Linked DNA regions of Mus musculus: regions 1 and 2 are each linked to region 3. A link is a contact called in public Hi-C and promoter capture Hi-C data. All regions are on one chromosome and are shown on one strand. The core of a region is the stretch at or near the end of the contact, and the rest is flanking DNA. Distances in the headings are between cores, read along the strand shown. Region 1 holds the start of Btbd16 (BTB (POZ) domain containing 16). Region 2 holds the start of Nsmce4a (NSE4 homolog A, SMC5-SMC6 complex component). Region 3 holds the start of Ikzf5 (IKAROS family zinc finger 5).

The links. Promoter capture Hi-C pulls out the DNA fragments that hold promoters and counts their contacts. Hi-C and Micro-C count contacts between places; a contact is called where the count stands out from the background.
Region 1: a contact with region 3 is called in a promoter capture Hi-C map of stem cell-derived epiblast-like cells, with 2.8 times the contacts expected there. The contact joins the promoter of Btbd16 here to the promoter of Ikzf5 in region 3. A contact is called at or near these places in 2 of 39 promoter capture datasets (hippocampal neurons and stem cell-derived epiblast-like cells) and 1 of 9 other capture datasets (embryonic stem cells).
Region 2: a contact with region 3 is called in a Hi-C map of regulatory T cells, with 9 times the contacts expected there. The contact joins the promoter of Nsmce4a here to the promoter of Ikzf5 in region 3. A contact is called at or near these places in 1 of 39 promoter capture datasets (pre-B cells), 1 of 484 Hi-C or Micro-C datasets (regulatory T cells) and 2 of 115 datasets of contacts at active chromatin or transcription factors (bone marrow-derived macrophages and large pre-B cells).

What each region holds. Positions count from the first base shown.
Region 1 is chr7:130,772,691-130,775,456 of GRCm38.p6, reverse strand. It overlaps Btbd16 (BTB (POZ) domain containing 16), which reads right to left and starts at 1,388. Exons shown (of 16, transcript NM_001081038.2): 1 at 1,087-1,388.
Region 2 is chr7:130,545,924-130,548,905 of GRCm38.p6, reverse strand. It overlaps Nsmce4a (NSE4 homolog A, SMC5-SMC6 complex component), which reads left to right and starts at 1,525. Exons shown (of 11, transcript NM_001162855.1): 1 at 1,525-1,914; 2 at 2,934-2,982. The coding sequence starts at 1,632.
Region 3 is chr7:131,409,072-131,411,884 of GRCm38.p6, reverse strand. Ikzf5 (IKAROS family zinc finger 5) reads left to right here and starts at 1,407. Exons shown (of 4, transcript NM_175115.4): 1 at 1,407-1,498. It overlaps Acadsb (acyl-Coenzyme A dehydrogenase, short/branched chain), which reads right to left and starts at 1,284. Exons shown (of 11, transcript NM_025826.4): 1 at 1,098-1,284. The coding sequence starts at 1,139.

The DNA of each region.
Region 1 (2,766 bases), core at 139-2,638, 640 kb after region 3:
CAGCACACATACACACACATACCACACACCACACTGCACATCTCACACACACACACACAGCACATAGCACACACACACCACACCACACAGCACATAGCACACACCACACACACACACACACACACACACACACACACACACACACACACTGCCCCCTCCACACACACATACTTTTGTTCATGGCTGGAATCATAGCTGCTTCTCTGACCTGTTTTTCACACAGAAGTCAGAGGGACCCTGCACCTCTCCAGCTAAAACCCTTGGCCAACTTTCCACATATGAGCTCTGCATCTTCATCGTGGCCCAGAAGCTTCTAAGGAGAGAGGAGTGGGTTCCAGGCAGACTTCATACAGAGCTGGTCAGCATATGAAGAAATGTTCCTGCCAGGGCCCTCCATAGAAAAAAAGGTCATTTCAGTTCAGAGGTGGCTGCCTAGCTCCTCTTTCTTTCTTTTCTTTCTTTCTTTCTTTCTTTCTTTCTTTCTTTCTTTCTTTCTTTCTTTCTTTCTTTCTTTCTTTCTTTCTTTCTTTCTTTCTTTCTTTCCTTCCTTCCTTCCTTTCTTTCCTTTCTTTCTTTCTTTCTTTCCTTTCTTTCTTTCTTTCCTTTCTTTCCTTTCTTTCTTTCTTTCTTTCCTTTCTTTCTTTCTTTCCTTTCTTCCTTTTTTTCTGAGACAGGGTTTCTCTATGTAGAGAAGAACTCACTTTGTAGACCAGGCTGGCCTCGAACTCAGAAATCCACCTGCCTCTGCCTCCCGAGTGCTGGGATTAAAGGCCTACGCCACCATGCCTGGCTCTAGCTCCTGTTTCTTTTACACAAGAGTCTTCCTGGCTGACCTTGAACCCCAGGAGTATCTTAGTAGCACTGAAATGTATTTTTATTTTTGTCTCACTGGGAGCTGTGCCCTCTGTGGGCTTTAGTTGTTGCTCCCTTGGTCCTCTGGTGAGGAAGCTGTCTGTGACCCTCCTTCAGCTCCCAGCCAGGAACCTCTGAAATGCCTCCTTGCCCTGGTGGAGCTATGTGCAAACAGCTCCCATCACTGGGTGACCCCTTGGTCTCGGCTGTGGATGAGGTACCAGTCCCACTTACAGTTCTGCAGTCCTGCTGCCCACGGGGACGGTCACAGAGGTTGAGAGTGAAGCAGAGGGGTGCTGGTTGCACTGGTCTCGGAACCAAGGGAGAGTTGGAGGCTGGGCACCTTCTGAGCCTGAATCTTGAACGCTCTCATGACACCTGGGGCTCACCCCTTCTCCTACGGCGATGCTTTGCTGGGGGAGCCTGCCTTTGGCTTCCTGGGGGTAGTTGTGGGTACCATGGCAACAGCAGTCAGATTCTAAGGACTTCCTGTTCCGGGTTCTGGTGTTATCTCAGCTTGAGGCTTCAGGCTTTCTGCTGAGGGGTGACAGGGCTATCAGAAAACAGTTTGTCACTAGCATAACCATGCCTGGCTGCCAAAATATTTTCGCAACAAAAGTAATTTGAATTCCATGTCCAAAATTAGCCTTAATTAATTCTACATTAATATTTTTTGTGTGTGTGTATCCCCTCCCCCATTCCTGTGCCTTATTGATAATGTGTCTTATTGATAACTGTGTCTCTTGATGTGGGAGAAAGTGGTGGGTAGTGTAGCCAGCCCTCTGACAGACATTAGGGTCTCAAAGTGCAAACCTGCAACTGGGCTATGTTCCTTTGCAGGGGAGCGAGCTACACACACACACTTGGAGAGCCTTTGCCGCACTTCCCATACCACCAGATACACACTGTCTGCTCTCCAACCTGGAGTCTGGTCTGTCGCTTCCCTCCTAGCCCAGTGCCACGATGATGGCGTGATAGTGTGTGTGGAAGGAGGTGCCTCAGCGAAAGCTCTGAAGTACAGGTCTGCCCTGTTACTTCTGCCCTTCCCTTTACCTCAGACTTCCCCTATGTAAACTTTCTCTCCAATAGAGGCTTAACACAGGATTTGAATTAAGGTGTTTGAAATACAAGAACCTGACCCTCCTGATATCATACCTGCCCTCTGGATACTATTTCTGGTACTACTGGGGCTACTGGCTAAAAGACAACCCCTGAGCGCCTCCTATTGGCCACACTGGGAAAGTGTCCCAGGGAGCCACAGTCCTTACCACCCCTGAGCCCAACATTTGACCTTGATTGTATTGATCCCTTTCTGAAGCCTTTGGTTTAGAAGCCTTCAGCTCCCCGCTAGATTGCGCCATGGATCGCTCCAGAGCTGAGCTGTAAGCCAAAGTCAAATGCACAGAAATGGAAACTTTCTTGAATCGCTGGAGTTAGCATGGACTTCATGTGGCCTTGGCCACAAGCAATGTCACAGGAAGTCTAGCTGCTTTCCCTGCAAGTTCTACCTGGTGGCATCCACTTGCTGGCGATGTTGTCCACCCACCCCTATGGGAGGGAAACAGAAGGGTGGGAGGCAGAGCCACCATGCCAGCCTTAGGCCAATGTTCAGGGGGCTGCTTTCTGCCCCACCTGGTGTGTTCTGGATCCTGAGGGACTGGCTTCTGACAGCACCTGCTTAGTCTCCCAGAGGGAGAAGGTGAGCAAGTTCCTACAGGGAACAGAGCAGCTCCTCTGATGGCGAGGCCGTGTGTGCATGCTCAGGCAAAGATACATTTCCAGAAATGTGCTGTGAGGCCACAGTGAGTACTGAGTGTGGTTGGCAAAGGACTTCCCCATATAGAGCCAGCTTATGAAGACAGAGAGGTGGCTGTTCATGTGAGTGAACACACACACACACACACACACACACAC
Region 2 (2,982 bases), core at 276-2,775, 860 kb after region 3:
GCCAGGTCCTCTGTAAGAGCAGTAAGTGCTCTTAACTGCTGAACCATTTCTTCTCAGTAGTCTACATTAATACAGAGAATAGTATTTCATCAATCACATTCACCCCTTCTTCCCCACACACTCTTCTGTGATGTCAATGCAAATTAGTGTTTTAAATTAACCCAGCAACATAAAATATGAAGAGATGCACTTATATACGTGTAAGGGTGTCTATGCATAGCTTCCTAGTTCTTTTTTCTTTGGAGGCTCTAGAAGCAATGATATCTCAGTAGCAGTGAGCTCACTAGGCTTTGGATCTTGGTCTCAAAATCCTCTCAGCCTTTGTGAGGTAGTTAGATTCACGAGGATCAGGAACTCAATATTAGCTTCAGCTACAGGGTCAGTTTGAGGCCAGCCTGGGTTACATGAAATCCTATGTGAGAGGGAGGGATGGAAGAAGGAGAAGTGTGTGTGTCAGAGGGTAGATTACCTCAGGATTCCTAAGGTGGCATAAAAACTGGTACATGGGCGGGCGGTGGTGGCACATGCCTTTAATCCCAGCACTTGGGAGGCAGAGGCAGGCAGATTTCTGAGTTTGAGGACAGCCTGGTCTACAAAGTGAGTTCCAGGACAGCCAGGGCTACACAGAGAAACCTTGTCTCAAAAAACAAACAAACAAAAAACAACAACCAAACTTGTACACGGCAGTGTGGATCCATAATCCTAGTGCGTTGGAAGTGAAGACAGGAAAATGCCTAGATCTTGCTGGCTATTTAAGTCCTGTCAAAAAGACGAGTTCCAGGTTCAGCTAGAGATGCCTTATGGTAAAGAACGTGGAGAGTGGGCTGGAGAGATGGTTTAGAGGTTAAGAGCACTAGTTCTCATAGGAGTAGGGTTCCATCGCCGTTATCCACAGGGCAGCTCACAAACCCTTCTTAACTCCGGTTCCAGAGGAGGTGTGCACGTCCTATTTTGACATCTGAGGGCACTGCATACATTTCGTCCACAGTGTGCACGCAAATAAAGGATGTATATACACACACAACAAATCTAAAAAATGTGGAACTGAAAGAGGAAGACCCCTGAAGCCAACCTGCCGTTTGTACCCGCAGATGCACACTTGTGCATGCGTATCTATGTACAGTGCACACACACACAATTACATGGAATGATATGTATACATGTATCTTTGAAACCACATTGCATATAATTATCTTCCTCAGACCTGTTATAGGGTATCTGTTGTTAGAGAATCAGCTGTGAACCTGCCGTGTGGTGGTGCAGATATTTAGAAGGAGGCTTAACAGTTTACTATGGTACAGTCAAGGAACCCTGTTTTGTTTGTTGTATCCTCCCCAAGGCCAGAGGAGCCAAAGAGACAATGGGAAGATGCATGACTAAGTGGGGTGGGCATTAGGATCAGAGATCTAAAGTCCTAAGACTCTTGCTTGCAGGGTGGAGTAACTAAGAACCAATGCGAGGCACAGACACAGCCAACGCCGCCGCGACCTCCGGGCCACAGGTGTCGCTGTGTGCTCACGCGCCAGCCGGGGAGCTGCGTTGCTCCTGGAGCCGGCGCTCGAGCCCAGCCGGGGGTTTCAGTTTCTGGCGCGAACTTCCGCCGCTCCGAAGTTGCAAGGCGAATTGGCGCGATGTCTGGCGACAGCAGCGGCCGCCGGTCTGAGGGCCGGGGCCGGGGCCGCGACCCGCACCGGGATCGCACCCGCTCCCGGTCCCGCTCGCGGTCCCCGCTGGCCCGCCGCGGCGCCGCGCCGGAGCGCAGGGAGGCAGCGGAGCGTCCGAGCTTGGAGGACTCCGATCTGTCTGATTCTGGGGACGAGCTGATGGACCCGGCCTGCTTGGAGGCCGAGTACGACCAGGGCCTGTGCCGCCAGATCCGCCATCAGTACCGCGCTCTCATCAACTCTGTCCAACGTAAGGTGGCGCTTTGTGGCTGCGCGGGCCGGTGGCGTTCCATGGCTGGGGAGGGCGGTGGAGGTGCAGGCGCTGGCCGGTCTGCGCAGGCTCGCGGCAGCGCGCTTTCGCTTGTTTACGAAGTGCAGCCTACGCGACCTTGGCGGCGGCCGCGCAGGTGCTGTGTGGCCGGCTGGAAAAGCGGGAGACCAGACCTGGTGGTGACTTGAGCTCAGCTAGCCAGTAGGGAAGACAAGCACACACCACCAGATTTTTGTTCAATCTAGCTTGCTCCTCGTGGGCGCCTGAGCTATGGAGTCCCTTGGGATTGCTAAAATGCACATTTCCCTGCCCAGCTCGGATACACTGAATCAGAAATGCTGTACAGGCCCAAGCGTTTGTTGTGTGGCTCTCCAGATGAGCCTGTTGCTTGAGAAGTTGACAATCCTTTCTTAATCGAGCCCTTGTATTGGGAAGCCGAAGAGTCATCCCTTTGCACATTTGGGGAGCAAGTGTTTCCTGTCAAGAGTTCAAGTTTTGAGGGCTGGGGAGATGGGCAGATGCTTCTCTTGCGACCTTAATTAGATTCCCCAGAACCCTCTAAAGTGTCTCCTAAAAGTAGTTCTGTAAACTTGTATCCTCAGCCGAGGGGAAGCAGAGACCCTGGGTCTCTTTGGCCAGCTCACCTAGCCTTCTTGGCTAGTTCTATAGATAGATAGATAGATAGATAGTTCTATAGATAGATAGATAGATAGATAGATAGATAGATAGATAGATACCCTGTCTCAAAAGGCAAAGGTGATGGTGCGCTGAGGGAAGGACATCAAAGGTTGACCCCAGGCCTTCTGCACACACAGACGTTCAATTTGCTTGGAACAGTAGTAACATTGTCTCTTTCTGTAAAAGATAAAGCCTTTTTCTGTTAAAGAGATAAAGCCACTCTAATCATTACCCAGGCTGTAGGAGTGGAAGGAACTGTAAGTTGCTACTTATTAGTGAAGGATGTGCCCAGTTCCCTAAGCTTGTATTCTTTTAAATAGAAAACCGGGAAGACATACTGAATGCTGGTGACAAACTAACAGAGGTCCT
Region 3 (2,813 bases), core at 158-2,657:
CTTCCTCTCATCAGTAGCTTGTAAAACCGGGAATAAATACTGCAGGATTTTGATTGCTCGCCAGAATAATGGGTGAGACTTGAGACTTAACATCTGCCCGAGGAAATTTTAAGATTACTATTTAGCTGGAGGGTTTCCAGCTAACTACAACCACAGCAAAGGCACCCAACTGTCCTTTCACTTCAAAGTTAGCTAAATGGGCTCGTCAATCGCCTAAGTAGAGAAACATCCTCCAGGAAAGCTGTCTCTTTCAGGCACCTGAAGAAATAGCACCAAGTCCAGCTAACGTAGGTTTGCTCATGGTTCAACCCATTGCCCCCTCTGACTGGTCAGAGTGTCTTCTGTTATTCTGACAGATGCTGTCATCTGCACTGTACTGTGTGTCCTAATTCCAAGCTCAGGAAATCCGAGAGAGCAAAGGGAGGCCAGAAACATCCTGGTGAGACAAGAGGCTGGCCTCAGACCAAGTTTGAGGAAGAGGACTAGAATGGGCTTTTGGGCTCCTCAGAATCTAAGGGAGCTGGTCAGATCCCCGCAGTGAGATAAAGCCTAAGAAATTCCTTCCCTGAATGGTTAAGACCCAGAAATATGAGAGGTCCCTTCCAGCTGGGCTGCTGAAGGGAAGAGAGTGTCAATAGGCTCGACAAGCAGGCCTAGATTTTAGTCATTAAAAATCATCATTATCGGTTGGGTGATGGTGGCGCACGCCTTTAATCCCAGCACTCGGGAGGCAGAGGCAGGCAGATTTCTGAGTTCGAGGCCAGCCTGCTCTACAGAGTGAGTTCCAGGACACCCAGGGCTATACAGAGAAACCCTGTCTCGAAAAAAAAAAAAAACAAAACAAAAACAAAAACAAAAAAAACCCCAAAAAACAAAACAAAAAAATCATCATCATCATCCGGGGAAATGTGGCATGAGCTGGGACGGATCCTGAAGGAAAACCAGACGGAGGTGAAGGGTCTGTGGAGACCCAGCCCCAGGCTCAGCCCCCTCCACCAGCCTCCCAGACCCCCAGCCCATTAGGAAAAGATGACGTCGCCAGGAATCAGTGTGGCCACAGGCCTCCTGAGACGGTCGCTTCGACCGACCCCACTCACCAGCCCGCCCATACGCCACAGCTGGAGCGCAGAGACCGCCATCCTCGCTTCGGGCAGGGTGGCCCTGTTAAGCTCGCAAGGCTTTCCACGAACCCTTGCGCAAGACTCCCTCGGCCTGGCAAGCTCGGGCCCTGCCCACTCCGAGCATCCGCCCCTCACACACCCCTTTGAGTCCCCGCCCACTGCCGCCTACGGAACCCCAGGAGAGACATAATTCTCTCCTTGCTCCCTGCAGCACGCTCACGCGAGACTTGGGCAAGGCGTGGGGCGGGCGGGAAGGGAGCGGAGACACAACAAATATGGCGGCTACAGCTGCGACGCTGACGAACGCTGAGGCGGTGGCGGTGGCGGCGACGGCAGTGAAAAGGGCTGTGGGGATTCCTCGGTGCGGTTGTCAGGAGGTGAGTCACGGGGGGCGGTCAGCTTCCACGGCGGCGCTACGGTTACTCAGGGCACGTTGACGGAATGGCGGAAGGTAAAGTGCCGGGTTCATTGCTAGCCGGCTAACACCGCTTTCGCCTTGGCCACAGCGGAGGGTCCTGCGTGCCCCGTGGGCTGCCAGCGTGGTGACTCGGGACTCTCTTGGGCTCGTAAGTGACTGGGTGCGCCGCCCGGAGGCTCGCGAGCGAGTCGGCGCCGTCGGGCCGCAGCTCGGAGCTCAGGGTGGGGAGCTGTCTCCGGCTTTGACAGGTGGCGATCGCAGGGAGCATCCCTGTGTAGTGCATTCTCGGGGTGCCAAAGTCGACCCCAGCAACCCCGGTGTATCCTGGATAGGGTGTTAACCCCGGGCTGCTGTTGGGAAGGAGTTTTCTTTCTCTCATGACCTGGCGTCTACTGCCTGTACTTTCCAATGTTGGGAACAGGTGAGGCTGGGGAGGATCTTCCGACTCATTCAAGATTTCTGTCCCCGATCGATTCATCATCGATCGACTGTCGGGAATGTTCTTGGATGCTCAATGTGGCTCCTCCTCAGCTAAGCGTCCAAGTGCTGTCTGTCTAACTGTAGATCCTAAGTATAGTCAGTGGTAGCTGCCAGTAACCACATGGCCTCTTTAATGACTCCTTTGTGTGCTGGTCAGAACCGGACAGAGGAGTGAGAACGGACATGAAGACTTCTGAAGTTGTGAGGTCCAGGGAAATTACACTTAGAAGACACAGCATGAAAACAGCTGCTTAAAACATCTGGACTACTTGTAAGACTTTGTCTTGAGTTTATGTTGTCTTCAGCACAGCTGAGGATGAACGTTTTCTTGGAAGTTCCTTGCGGGGGAACTGGGATGTTTGAAGTTCTTTTCCTGTAAGGGTCCCGTGTTTCCCAGGAAACCGTAACTGTTGTACTGTGGGACACTGAAGATGGGCTTCAGATATGCCGTGGTTGAGTCCTGGTGGTTGTTACATATATTTCCCTGGCGATAGAGCTAATGTACTTTTATGTGCAACTGGACTTATTCAGCAACATTAAGCCTGGCATCTCTTGAAATTAGCATATTATATATGAATGGCATTGAAGTTTTTTTGTTAAAAGTAAATGACCAGTGGCAACATGATAGTAACACAAATGGCTAGGATGTAATTGTGGGCCACCAAGCTTGCCCTTGCTTTTTTTTTTTTTTTTCAGTTAATGATAATGACACACAAATTATGTTATTAACTTGTTACTAAGCCTGTAGTCCCTAGCAAAGTTTTCACTTACGTGTCTTTCTTTGCAGACTTCTT